Linked DNA regions of Callithrix jacchus: region 2 is linked to region 1. Evidence: chromatin contacts called from public Hi-C data. All regions are on one chromosome and are shown on one strand. Each heading gives the region's core, a stretch centred on a gene start, on an enhancer-like site or on the middle of the called end of the contact. The rest is flanking DNA. Distances are from core to core; before and after follow the strand shown. Region 1 overlaps ATOH8 (atonal bHLH transcription factor 8). Region 2 holds the start of ATOH8 (atonal bHLH transcription factor 8).

Region 1 (6,079 bases), core at 1,440-3,939:
CACCATGTTGGCCAGGATGGTCTCGAACTCCTGACCTCGCGATCCACCTGCCTCAGCCTCCGAAAGTGCTGGGATTACATGTGTGAACCAGCTCTCCCAGCAAGATGACATTTTTTCTGCCATAGGAACTCCTGGTACATGGCACAAATTCAGACATTCTGCCTTCTGGACCTGACACCGTGAAGCCCACTGTATTTCACTCCCATTCCAGGCCTATGCCTCAGTGGGTCCCAGTTCATCCCTGTCCATCCCAGAGGGGTCCTCTTAAATAGAGCCAGGCCCTAGGTGGAGGCAGTGGTCAGTGCTAAGCAGAGTGGGACGCAAGCACCATCACTGAGTTCCTGCTGACCCTTTCTGAGCTGAGCTGACACAGGGGCCCTGACACACATATAAGAGTGCATGTGTATCTGGTGAAATCTGGAACCATTCTAAGGGCTGTACCAAGTTTCCTGGTTTTGATATGGTCCTATGGTAACCTAACAAGACATTGGGAGTCTAGGTGAAGGATGCATGAGACCTCCCTGTACATTTCCTTGCACCTTTCTATGAATCTATAATTACTACACAATGAGACCAAAAGAATCCTGGCTGAGCACAGTGGCTTCCAGCACTTTGGAAGGCAGAGGTAGGTGGAACACTTGAGCTCAGGAGTTCAAGACCAGCCTGGGCAACATAGTGAGACCCCCTTCTCTACCAAAAAATACAAAAATTAGCTGAACATAGTGGTGTGTGCCCATACCAGCTCCTCAGGAGGCTGAAGTGGGAGGACTGCTTGAGCACAGGAACTTGAGGCTGCAGGGAGCCATAATTGTGCCACTACACTTTAGACTGGGCAATAGACTGAGATTGTGTCTCAAAAAAAAAAAAAAAATCTCTTCAGCCACCCATAAAAAAATGTGCTTTGTGGGTCATAGCATTCATATATTTGAACCCCTAAACTACTCTTAGTCATCTGACATGTCCCCGATGGGCTGAGGGACCAGCAGATCCCATCCCCCAGTGTCATTGCCTGGAATGCATGAAGAACCACCTGAGCCACTGCCACGGCCATTTCTCTGCCTCTTTCACTTTTACGGTTTTCACTGGGCCACAGCTTTTTATCAGAAACCCTTGGGGCCAGGAAGTTGTGCATTTTTTTAAGGGGGGTTAGAAAAGTTGTATCAGGCTATGGTATTTATTATGTAAATCCCCCTCCCCGAAAAGGAAGTGGGGCAGACCCTGTCATCAAACACATTCATATTACTGTAATTAATATTCACAAATGTAAGGTATAAATACTCCCAGGGAGTGAGATAAAGACAGACTAAAATTCTCTCATGTCACTTCAAGTCACCAAATGAGTTCTGTTCAGGTCAGATGTAGCCCTAGACACCACACCCGTGCTCACAGGCGCACACACACACAGCTGGTTTTCCGAGTTCTGGATCTGCAGAACAGAGCTGTGGAGCATGGCTGAGTGTGCCTACCTGACTCCTCAGGTGCCAGGCCTGGGCCCTGTCTGACCTATGGGTTGTGTGGACAAGAGGCCACTGTGCTCAGGGTTCCAGGGACCCCAGACTCCCGGGAGTGAGGGGCTCAGAGCTTTCCCAGCTGTTGCCCTCACACCCAGCCACTTGCCCCTAGAACTGCTGCACCCTGAAGCACACTCCTCCCCTTACTGGCTGGTTGTGGGTGTCATGATGTCACAGCACCTGGAGAAGAACCTCCCACCCCCAGCAAATTTTGTCCCCTCCGGAGAGCACAAGCACCTTATTTACAGCCCAGGGGGTTCCCAATCTTCTTAGACTCCAAGGTGCTGGGTCTGACAGGGGCCAGAGATGGAGCCCAAGCCCGCCCTGTTTTACAAATGAGGGAACTGAGACACAGAGAGGGTGAGTACCTAGACTCACACAGCAGGTCAGTCTGGGCACTGTTATGGGTGATTCCTGCCAGGGAGAGGGGTGCTGGGGGCATGTTTAAAAATCAGGGACTAGAAGAGCCTCTCAGCCTCAGAGAAGACATCTGGAGCAGCCTCCCAGCCACAGGGAGCTCCCCCGAGTCCCCACCCCAACGAAGTGGGAGAGGTTCCCAGGCACAGCGGGAGGAAGGGGGTCATGCAATCCACCCTTGCCTACCGCCTCGAGTGTATCCCGGGACTTCAGGTTTGCTCAGCGGCAGCGGGGCCAGACCCTGAGGCTGGAAGGCGGCCGGCTGGGCTTGGACGTGAGTGTGGGCGCCCCGGCCTCCCCCCGCCCCCGCAGGCGCCCCCCGCACCCCCAGAGCAGGCGCCCCCCGCCTCCCCCCACCAGCAGGCGCCCTGGTCCCTGTGTGGGCTGCTTTGACTCAGCGCCGGGAGCCAAGCTTAGGCAAACCACGCCGCACTGGACGCCATTCAAGCTTTTACAGGCCCTCAAATTGGGGCTGGAGCCGGAGAGGAAATACTAAAATCCTGTGTACACAACTTCTGTCTGGGCGCGCCGGGGCTCCGGGAGAATCAGGCGCGGCAAGGGACACATTTGGACGGTTTAAGGGCTCCTTTCCCCTGCTGTGCTTTTAACAGGCATCACGATGTGTCGCCTAAAACCAAGACTCCTGGGTGTGGGCGCCAGGAGGGTCTGTGGAGTGGGTGAGCTGGGGCGCGGCGTGAAGAACAGAGCTTTTCTCCTGCCCCCACGTGCCAGGCACACATGCACCCAAAGCTGGGTTCAGAAATCCAGTGGTCCATAAACCACACAGTCTGCATGGCCCAGACCCCTTCCCCTTCAGAAAGACGCAGCTGTCGGATGCTGGCTCCTCATAGCCTGGGCTTGGGAGTTAGGCAGGCCTGGGTGGGAACCCGGCTCTCCACTTGGGAACGCTGTGACTGTGGGCAAGGGCCTCTATTCCCTCATCTGTAAAATGGGCATGATTGTGGTAAGTTACCTCGGAGGTTAAAGACATGATATAGATGGGGAGCTAGCTCAAAGCCTGGCACATTGTAGGTGCTTCTTAAATGGTAGCTGTTAGTACTTACATATATTAATAGTGATAGCACCATGTTGAGCCTGGCACATGCTAAGTGCTGCCTAAAATCAATTCATTTAATCCCCACAGCAGCCCCATGGGGTAATGCTTTAACCCCGTTTTAACGGCAGAAATTAGGTCAGTTAATTACCTACCCAAGGTCACAGAGCTGTCGACTGGCTGGCCAGTCAACTGAACAAATGAGCAGTTGAACCCAGGTCATTTCACAGTGCAGGTGCTTTGCCACACTCTGAACTGTAACAGAGGAGGAGCTGGTGGCCAGAGCTGCTGGTGAGCTATGTGTCCATGGTATCCTCAGCCTGGCACCGAGTCCCCACACCTGGGCCTCATCCCATTGTCCAAGTTCCAGCCTTGCCAAGTGCCCTCAAGCACTTCCCACTCTGGCCCACCAAGAGCCCAAGCAGCCCCCTCCTACCTTCAGCCTTGGCTCAGCCCTTCCCCCACCCCAAGCTCGTTGAGGGCCTGCCTGTGCATCAGGCCACTCCCAGGCCACCCCTCCAGTGAGGCTGGCTCCTCTGAGCTGCAACACTTCCACCCCCAACCAGTGCCTTTAGTCTCCCTTCTCTTTGACTGGAGCCATGCTGGTCTGGGATGTGTTTCTCTCCCTCAGTCTTGTCCCTCATCAAAACCCTACAGATCTGAGGCCAGGCTCGGTGGCTCATGCCTATAATCCCAGCACTCTGGGAGGCCGAGGTGGGTGGATCACCTGAGGTCAGGAGTTTGAGACCAGTGTGGCCAACAGGGTGAAACCCTGTCTCTACTAAAAATACAAATTATCCAGGCATGGTGGCACGCACCTGTAGTCCCAGCTATTCAGGAGGCTGAGGCATAAGAATTGCTTCCCAGGAGGCAGAGGTTGCAGTGAGCTGAGATCGTGCCACTGCACTCCAGCCTGGGCAACAGAGCAAGACTCCATCTTAAAAAACAAAACCAAAAAACCCCAAAACCCTACAGGCCTGGTCCAGTCTCTTGTGCAGAGCAGGGTCTCCCATGTGTGGAAATGAATTTTCACTGGTGGTAAATGTTGGGTGATTGGTGACATTGTCCTCACTGGTGACTTGTATGTAGGAAAAAGAGAAGCCCCAGAAAATTTGTATAAGGAGGCAGGAGACGATGTGGGCGTCCCCCTGTGTTCCTGGCGTCTGCTGCCAAGCACACGGGGGTGTGGCTCCTCTGTCCACCCCTCCCCCTGCAGCCCTCTTAATTGTTTTGTCATCAGGGCCTGCCAGAAGCCCATGCTGTCTCAGGTAACGGCAGAGACCTCTCAGGTGTGTGAGCCTCTGGCTGGGCTGCCCTATAACAGCAGCCTGCAAACGGTTTCCATTCTGGGATCAGAGGGGCTGCAGGCCTGCCCATGAACTACATGACTCTAACCGCAGCATGGGCCATGCCAGGCCTGAGATCACATAGCAGATCTCCCACACCTCCGCTGGGCGGCAAGAGCTGCCATCCTGATTCCCGCAAACAGCCCAAACCCCCAATGCCCACACCCAAGAGGCACGACAGTGTCGTGAAAATAACATGGCCCTTGGAATCCAGAGATCTGGGTGTGGGTCCTGACACTGCAGTTCCCCGAGGTCTTGGGCAAGTCGCTTAACCTTCCTTCGAGCCTCAGTTTCCCCATGGAGGTGATTGCTTATATTTTACTTTGGGATTGAGAGACAAGAGAGGTATGAGAATGCCTGGCACTCTGTGGGAGCTGAAGCATTGGTTTAAGTGGGAGTCATAGTTGTGGGGAGCTAGGCTTGAGGGCTGACAGGATGACCCAGTGATCTGGTGCAGCAGTAAGAAGGGAGGAATTGATCATGGATAGGCTGGCTTCCCTGGGTCTGGCCTCTGCAGAACTTGTAGCTGAGTCTCCCCACCCCTTAGAATGGGGGGTATTCCTGGCCCCAACCACTTCACACCTTTAATACTTGGAGGAGGGATGCATGTACAGGCAGAGGCTGCTGGGAGTCTGGGGTGCCATGTGGGATAACCCAGATATCTGGCAGAGCTGCAGTGGTGCCATATGGGTGCAGACTGGTTTGGGGTCACGTGCGAGCCACTCAGGGGCTTCCAGAAGGGCACAGTGCCAACACAGCTGAGGATCTATGAGTAAAGAGCCCAAGGGAGCCAGAGGACCTGGGGGCATGTTATTTGTGCCTAAAAATTGGCAGACCGAGAGTCAGGGCATCTGGACTGCTCCAGTGAATAGGGGAGAATGCACACTGGCCACCACATGCTTGTGCTGCTGGGTACATCCCAGAAAGCTAGTGGACTTCGAGCAGGAACAGTCTGCATGGTGTGGCAGTGCCCTCTGCTGGCCAGGCTGGGCTAGCTTCGGCTGCTGCTTGGCACAGGAGGGTGATCCTCACACCCCGGCATGGGCAGCACCTCCACAGCCTCCATTCGCGGGGACCCTCAAAGCAGCCAGGACTCGGGAGCAGGAAGGATCCTGGCAGATGGGAAACTCATTCCCATTTTACAAATAAGAAAACAGGCTAGGAGGAGTGCCGAAAGTTGCTCAGGGTCCTGTAGCTATTGAATGATGGAGCCAGATCCATCCTGAAATGCTCTTTCTTCTAGCCCAGACCGAATCATTTTATGCAAAATATAACAGGACTCAGGGATGTTGGAAACAGTATCCTTCTTTATTTTATTAAAATCAAATTAGATCTGACTCCGCCTCTGCCTGGGCTGCAGAAAACTTCATTCTGACTTGCTTTTGGAGGTTGGAGTGGGTGCTCCTCCTCCCTAGGTCTGTGCAGGAGCCAGGGAGTCTAAGATGATGCCAGAAAATGGGTGTGAGGGAGGAGTGTTTAAATCTTCAGTGGGTCGGGGCCACTGTGAGAGCATCATGTCCAAGTCTCAGAGGGGCTGTGCTGCCTCCTTGCCCGATTGGCAGCCTGGGAACTGAGGCCTCCCACAGCTTGGCCATGCCACCTGAGGTCTTGCCGCCACCCCGCCACCGCCCCCACCCCCACATCTCAGTAGGCACTGCTGCTCACAGCCATGGAGCTCTCTCAAATCCCAAAACCTTCCTCAAACCTCTTCCTCCCCTCCCCAACCCCCAGCCTAATCCCCTTAAATTGCT
Region 2 (6,131 bases), core at 1,532-4,031, 58 kb before region 1:
GAGGCAGCATGGTGAGGGGAAGGAGCCCGTCTGGCCTGCAGCCTGGCTTGCAGCCTGGCTCTACCTACACCCTGCGTGGCTGGTCATTCCTATCCAATCCCTTCCCCTCCTTCTGCCTCATGGGATCTCAGTGACCTTCTCCTCTATTTGGGGGAAGTTGGCACAGGGCTCAGGGTCAGTACGAGTGGATCCCTTGGTATTCAACCAAGATGTGATTTTCCCAGACACAGCTTGGCCTCTTTATGGACAAAATTCAATCCTGCTAGAGAAACATCCACTAACTGGCCACGGGCACCCCAGTTTTCAACTACACCCAAGTCTGGGATGCAAGGGGGCCTGGGCAGCTGGCTAACCCAGGATGCCCCAGGTCACCATTCCCTAGACTCTAGGCATCATGCCAAATGCTGCACATGCAGCCTGTGAGTCCTCACAGCCCTGTGAGGCATGATGTAATTCACTCCATTTTACAGAGGAAGATACTGAAGCTCAGAGAGTGCCTGAGCAGCTCTGTAGAAGGGGCATCGCTTTTCCTCCATCTCTGCCACTGACTAGCTGGATGCATAGGAGGATTGAGTCTGCAGACAGGACTGTAAAGGGCACAAGGGCTGTTAGTCTTTATCAGAGGCTTCCTGAGCACCAGGCTTTAGAGACAGGGAGGAAGACAAGAGTGTGCCTTTGAGGAATGCACAAGCCCAGGAGTTCCAACAGGGCTGCAGCAGAGGTTAAGCTGCAGCAGGACTTACGAGCAAGCATGCGCAGAGGCCAGCAAGAACAACTGGAGGCTGTGGTAAGCAGGGAAGGTTCACAGGAGGAGCAGGGCTGGAGCTGGTCATCAAAGGGTGAGGAAGAGTGTGCTTTGCAAAGGGGAGCAAAGGGCAGGACTTTAGGGTTCGAGGTTGAGCAGGGAAATGACAGGAGAATGAAGGCTCCTCTCTGGGGACACACCCTTGGCCTCCAGGACAGAGATAAGATGCAGGAAAACGCAGGTGTCCTGGGAAGGGGGTCTCTGGGAACACATGCTTTATGATGCTGGCACTCACCTTGGTGGGAAAATGAGATTTTGCATTTACTATAGTCAGAAAACTATGTGCCTTAGTGTGTGTGTGTGTGTGTGTGTGTGTGTTTAAATCCTTATGTCAAAGTCCTTTGACATTCATGATCTCTTTGTCGTTTCTCAGCTACCCTGAGAAGTTGGCTGGACAGAAATATCCTCAAAGACAGAAAAGTAGAGCCCTGGTGGGAGGAAATGTCTTGCTCATGGTCATGGGGCTCCAGAGTTGAAAAGCCAAGGCCCAACCAGGGCTCCTGGCCCAGCTCCCTGCTGCCGCCTCTGAAGCTTTGTTTAGACTCCCATCCCACCTCCCAGCACCTCGCGTGCTTCAGGCCACCCTGCCATCTGCCTCCTCCACCCCTAGACATTCTGCCTTGGAGGAGAGAGGCACTCCAGTGTGAGCCCTTGTGTTTTCATCAGAGTTCGAGGCCAGGGTCAAGGGTCCATCTTCTCCCAAACCACCTTGCTGGCTTTTAGTGCCCACCTGTCTTAAGAAGCAACAGCCACAGAAAAGGGACCAGCAAAGAGTAAAGCCCTGTTCTGAGCCTCGGAAGGGAGCAGCCAGGAGGTGGTCCTCTGGTGAGGACACGTGAGGGCCTACTACTTGGATCCCTTCTTTCCAGAATCTCCAGTGGAGTGGCACAGAGGACTGAGGGTCTGGGGGGTAGATCTCTGCCCCTTGTCAATAAACGTGGGCATCTGCCAAGCTCTTGCCTGGTGCCAGGCACTGCTATGAGTACCCTGTGCATACATGCACACAGGAGGCTGTTCACAGCCTCCTGGCGGGGGGAAGGTATGCTTATGACCCTTGTTTTACAGGCGAGGAAAGGGAGGCACAGAGAGGTTAAGTGTCTTTCCAAATGTCACACAGTGAGTGGCAGAGCTGGGGTTTGAGCCCAGGAAGTCTGCCTCAAGGAGCTATTTTGCCTCGATAAATAATAATAATAATAGTAACAACCACAGCTCCCATTTGACGACCCCTTCCTATGTGCCTGGTGCTTTACTTCCTCAGAGCAATGCTGTGACTTAGAAGTTGGTGTTTTCCGAATTTCTAATTTCATAGATGAGTAAATCCGGGCTTAGCAGGGCGCCTGGTGTGAGGTGACTGTAGAGGCTCACAGACGTTAGGTCTGCCTAAATCCGAAGCTTCCACCCTCCTCTGCCTCTGTGACTTGCTGTGTGACTTTGGAGCTTTCGGAGACTCAGTTTCCCTGTCTTAAGCCCTCTGCTCCTCTTGCTTTCCCTCTCCAGCAAGTGATAGTGGACTGGGCTGCCGTGCCACGCGGCTGAGGGTCGGGCAACTCTGGAGTTCCCCCTTCCCCATCGGTCCCTCGCAGAAGTCCCCGCTTCCCCGGTTTTCTGTTGCTTGGCGAGTTGGGGCGGAGGGACCGGCGGGAAGGTACTGGGTGGGCCAGGTCGGAGCTGTGTCACTGAGAGGCCGACGAGGCCTGGGAGAGAAGGCCCCGCTGTGATTTGGGGAAAGGCCAAGGGGCCTCTAAATCACTTGCTCGGGGAGGCTGTGCAGGAGCTGATGGTCCTCTGGGAACCCAGAAGCGTCCCACACTTGAGTAGGGGAGGGGAGGGAGAGCCGATGGAGGCAGGTTCTGGGCCGAGGGGATGGGGGTGGGGGGAGGCAGGGAGCACGCGGACAAAGGAGGCGGCCGGCGGCCCAGCTGTTTTGAAAAATGCTTCCTGTTTCTTTAAAGGCTCTCGCGGCTCGGGCGGCCGGGGCTGGGGAGGCGGTGGCGGCGGGAGCTGCCTCCTCTCCGGACGGCGGCGCTGACTGATCTCGCGAACTGGGCTTCTGTGTAAACTGAGGCTAAACAAACACAGATGGAGCGCAGCGGGCGTTCTCCAGAAATGCTGGCAAGGCGGCAGCGACTTCAGATGACACTCTGAGCGCTCCGGGAACGGACAGCCCGGCGGCTTCGCGGAGCCGGCAGCGCAGCTGCCCCGGGCAAGGGGGAGAAAGGGAGAGAGGGAGGGGGAGGCGGGCGAAGGGGGAGAGCCGAGACTCCTCGGCGCTGAGCGCGGCGGCGGCCCGGGCAGCCCCACGCCCCTGCCTCGCGCGCCGCCCGCGCCATGAAGCACATCCCGGTCCTCGAGGACGGACCGTGGAAGACCGTGTGCGTGAAAGAGCTGAACGGCCTCAAGAAGCTCAAGCGGAAAGGCAAGGAGCCGGCGCGGCGCGCGAACGGCTATAAAACTTTCCGATTGGACTTGGAAGCTCCCGAGCCCCGCGCCGTCGCCACCAACGGGCTGCGGGACAGGACCCATCGGCTGCAGCCGGTCCCGGTCCCGGTGCCGGTGCCAGCCCCAGTGGCGCCGGCCGCTCCTCCAAGAGGGGGCGCGGACACAGCCGGGGAGCACGGGGGCTCCCGGGTGCCTGAGGTCTCCGACGCGCGGAAACGCGGCTTTGCCCTGGGCGCAGTGGGGCCAGGACTCCCCACGACGACGACGCCACCTCCCCCTGTGCCCCAGAGCCTGGCACCTGGGGGCGCAGAGACACAGCCTTTCCGAGAGCCGGGTCTGCGTCCCCGCATCTTGCTGTGCGCACCGCCAGCGCGCCCCAAGCCGTCCGCGCCCCCAGCGCCGCCAGCGCCGCCAGCGCCCCCGGAGTCCACAGTGCGCCCCCCGCCCCCCGCGCGCCCCGGGGAAAGTTCCTACTCGTCAATTTCACACGTAATTTACAATAACCACCCGGATTCCTCTGCGTCGCCTAGGAAACGACCAGGCGAAGCGACTGCCGCCTCCTCGGAGATCAAAGCCCTGCAGCAGACCCGGAGGCTCCTGGCGAACGCCAGGGAGCGGACGCGGGTGCACACCATCAGCGCAGCCTTCGAGGCGCTCAGGAAGCAGGTACCCGCTCCCCGCCGCAAGCCCTCACTGCGCTCGGGGACCACTGCCGGAATGGGTAGGCGAGTGGCCGGGCCGGGATAGAGGTGTGTTTAAGGGGCAACTTGCCCAGCCCGGTCCGACCCTGGGGAGCCCAGACAGATGTGGACAGCCCTGGGGCAGTGACTTTGCCACAACGTTGGTATGGATCATAGTTTTCGAAGTGGAGAAAAAGGTTGGAGATCTCTGGCCCGAGCACCGCACCCCCCAAGTCCTCCCTCCACCCCCGCCTTGGGGGTAACGCTGTCTGCGCGTCTGACTTCAGCCTTCATAGTTCACTTTTATGGCAGCGAGTATTTGCCTGCTAGAGTCCCCTGGGCGCCATGCGGAGTGGAGAGGGGAAATGTGGGAATCTGGTCTTGGTTGCGGGAGAAAGGGGGCAACCCTTCTCCAGGCATTTGGCATGGTCGGGGTCTTGGCTCCTGTTGTTGGCGGTGAGGCCGGGAACGCTGCGGCGGGGCAGTCTAGGGGAGCTGGTCAACCCCTCTTCAGCCCCCAGCTCCCAGCAGTGATGCTCCAAACATTCAGGTTTCTAACGGGCTATGCACCCCTTGCCCTGGCATCCTCAAGAACCCGCGCTACAAGCCTGTGCTCTCTCCCCAGGGGTGGCCTCAGGAATGAGCTGGTGGGAGTCTTTCCCTGAGATCCCTTCCTTTCATCCTGTGGTGAAGCAGGCAACCGTGCTGAGGGGACCGTCTAGTTGGGGGATTTTCTCTGGAGCATCTTCAGAGTCTAGTTCTGGGGTGAGTTGGGGACTTTTTAGTTTGGGGCTGGTGAGGACTGCCCTCACCAAACAGTGCCCCTGAGCAGGTAGAAGAAGAATGCTTAACCCAAGAATTACCCGTGGTGGGGCGGGGCAGTTTACAATTCCACTTTAGACAAGGTTGGTACTGGCTTGGGCTTCTAGGCTTCTTATTTTCTTAGTGAGAAGGGGCTCTAGGAAGGAGGTGGTGAGTTCTATCCCACCCGACACAGGGCTCAGAGAAGGGTTAGGGTAGATGTGGCTAATTCGAAGTGTGTGTGTTTTTCTGTTTTATTTTTTTGCATGCTCTACAGCTGACTTGCAGTGTGACTCCAGGAATTTTGCTCAACTTCTCTGGGTTTTATCCAGCAAGAAAACATTTCAGAAACCATGATCTTGTTTTTGGATCACTCTCCTCTTCCTCCTGTTGGCTGGGGTGGGGCGGGGCAGTAGTGCCTGTGTCTACTCATGGAAAGGAAATGGAATCCCTGGGGAAAGAGGCCCTATGACTTTTGAGCAAAAGTGTCTTGCTTGGGCTTGGGGAAAGTGGTGAGTGAGGTGGGGTGGGGGCGGGGGCAAGTGGCTGTCACAGATCAGGCTGGGCCTCTGCCCTCAGCCACACCAGCTGGAACCCTGGGCAGTGGGCCCAGTGGAGCAGTCAGTCCTACCCTGAGCCAGCAGCTCTGTGCCTGCATTGCTGGGTAGGGGTAGCAGTGCTTGGGGGATCCTGCCACACACTCTCCAGGACAGAAGGATAACAGAAGGGCAGAGATGCCTGTCCACTTGCCCACCTTGCCACTAGGGAAGCCCCTCCTAGACGGGGGAGGCATGTACCCAGAGCCTCACGGTTGGTGAATAACAGGTCGGGGCTGGCACCTATGGCCTTTGACTGCTGGTTCTGGGCCCTTCTGCCCCCCTGCTGCCTCTCTGTGTGCTGAGAGAATACTCATCTGAGTGTTCTGTTACATCTCATGTGCCCACTGGCTTTTACTTCATTCAACAATCAATTCTGTCTCATTTGATCTAAACAACATCCCTGTGAAAACTGGATTAACTCATTTTGTAGTATGAAACCCTGAGCCTCAGAGATGGAAGGAGACTTGTCCCAGATCACCTAGTGGGTTAGGAAAGATGACAGCAGTTTCTGGAATGCCCTCTGGCCAAATGCTTCCCTCAGTGCCATCTGTATCAGCATCATGTGCTCCCCCCAGCCCCCAGCAGGGTGTACACTTTGAAATGAGATTGTTCATCCTGGTCTCCTTTTACTTCCCCCATTCCCTCAGGAAGTTCTCTATAAAAAGGGCAAGTTCAGCGTGTCTAAGCAGAAGGCGAACCCATGCCCTCTCGGACAGAGTATGTATGCAATGCAAACCCTCATGCAAGCACACACACACGCGCTCCTTGAACGTGCTCAAAAGCACACACAAATGCACGGTCACAGAA

Evidence for each region. A called contact is a pair of places that touch in the nucleus more often than the background predicts.
Region 2: a Hi-C map of skeletal muscle shows a contact between it and region 1, with 4 times the contacts expected there. The contact joins the promoter of ATOH8 here to the enhancer-like site in region 1. A contact is called at or near these places in 3 of 3 Hi-C or Micro-C datasets (induced pluripotent stem cells and skeletal muscle).

The regions. Positions count from the first base shown.
Region 1 is chr14:27,184,226-27,190,304 of calJac240_pri, reverse strand. All of the region lies in intron 2 of ATOH8 (atonal bHLH transcription factor 8), which reads left to right. Among named protein-coding and RNA genes, the nearest start is that of ATOH8, 58 kb to the left of the region's middle. Within about 2 kb of position 2,689, at least 3 of the 16 cell types and tissues checked have an H3K27ac peak or open chromatin away from gene starts, as enhancers often do. A contact at or near this core is called in skeletal muscle, where this site is marked.
Region 2 is chr14:27,242,269-27,248,399 of calJac240_pri, reverse strand. ATOH8 (atonal bHLH transcription factor 8) reads left to right here and starts at 2,781. Exons shown (of 5, transcript XR_013526417.1): 1 at 2,781-3,965.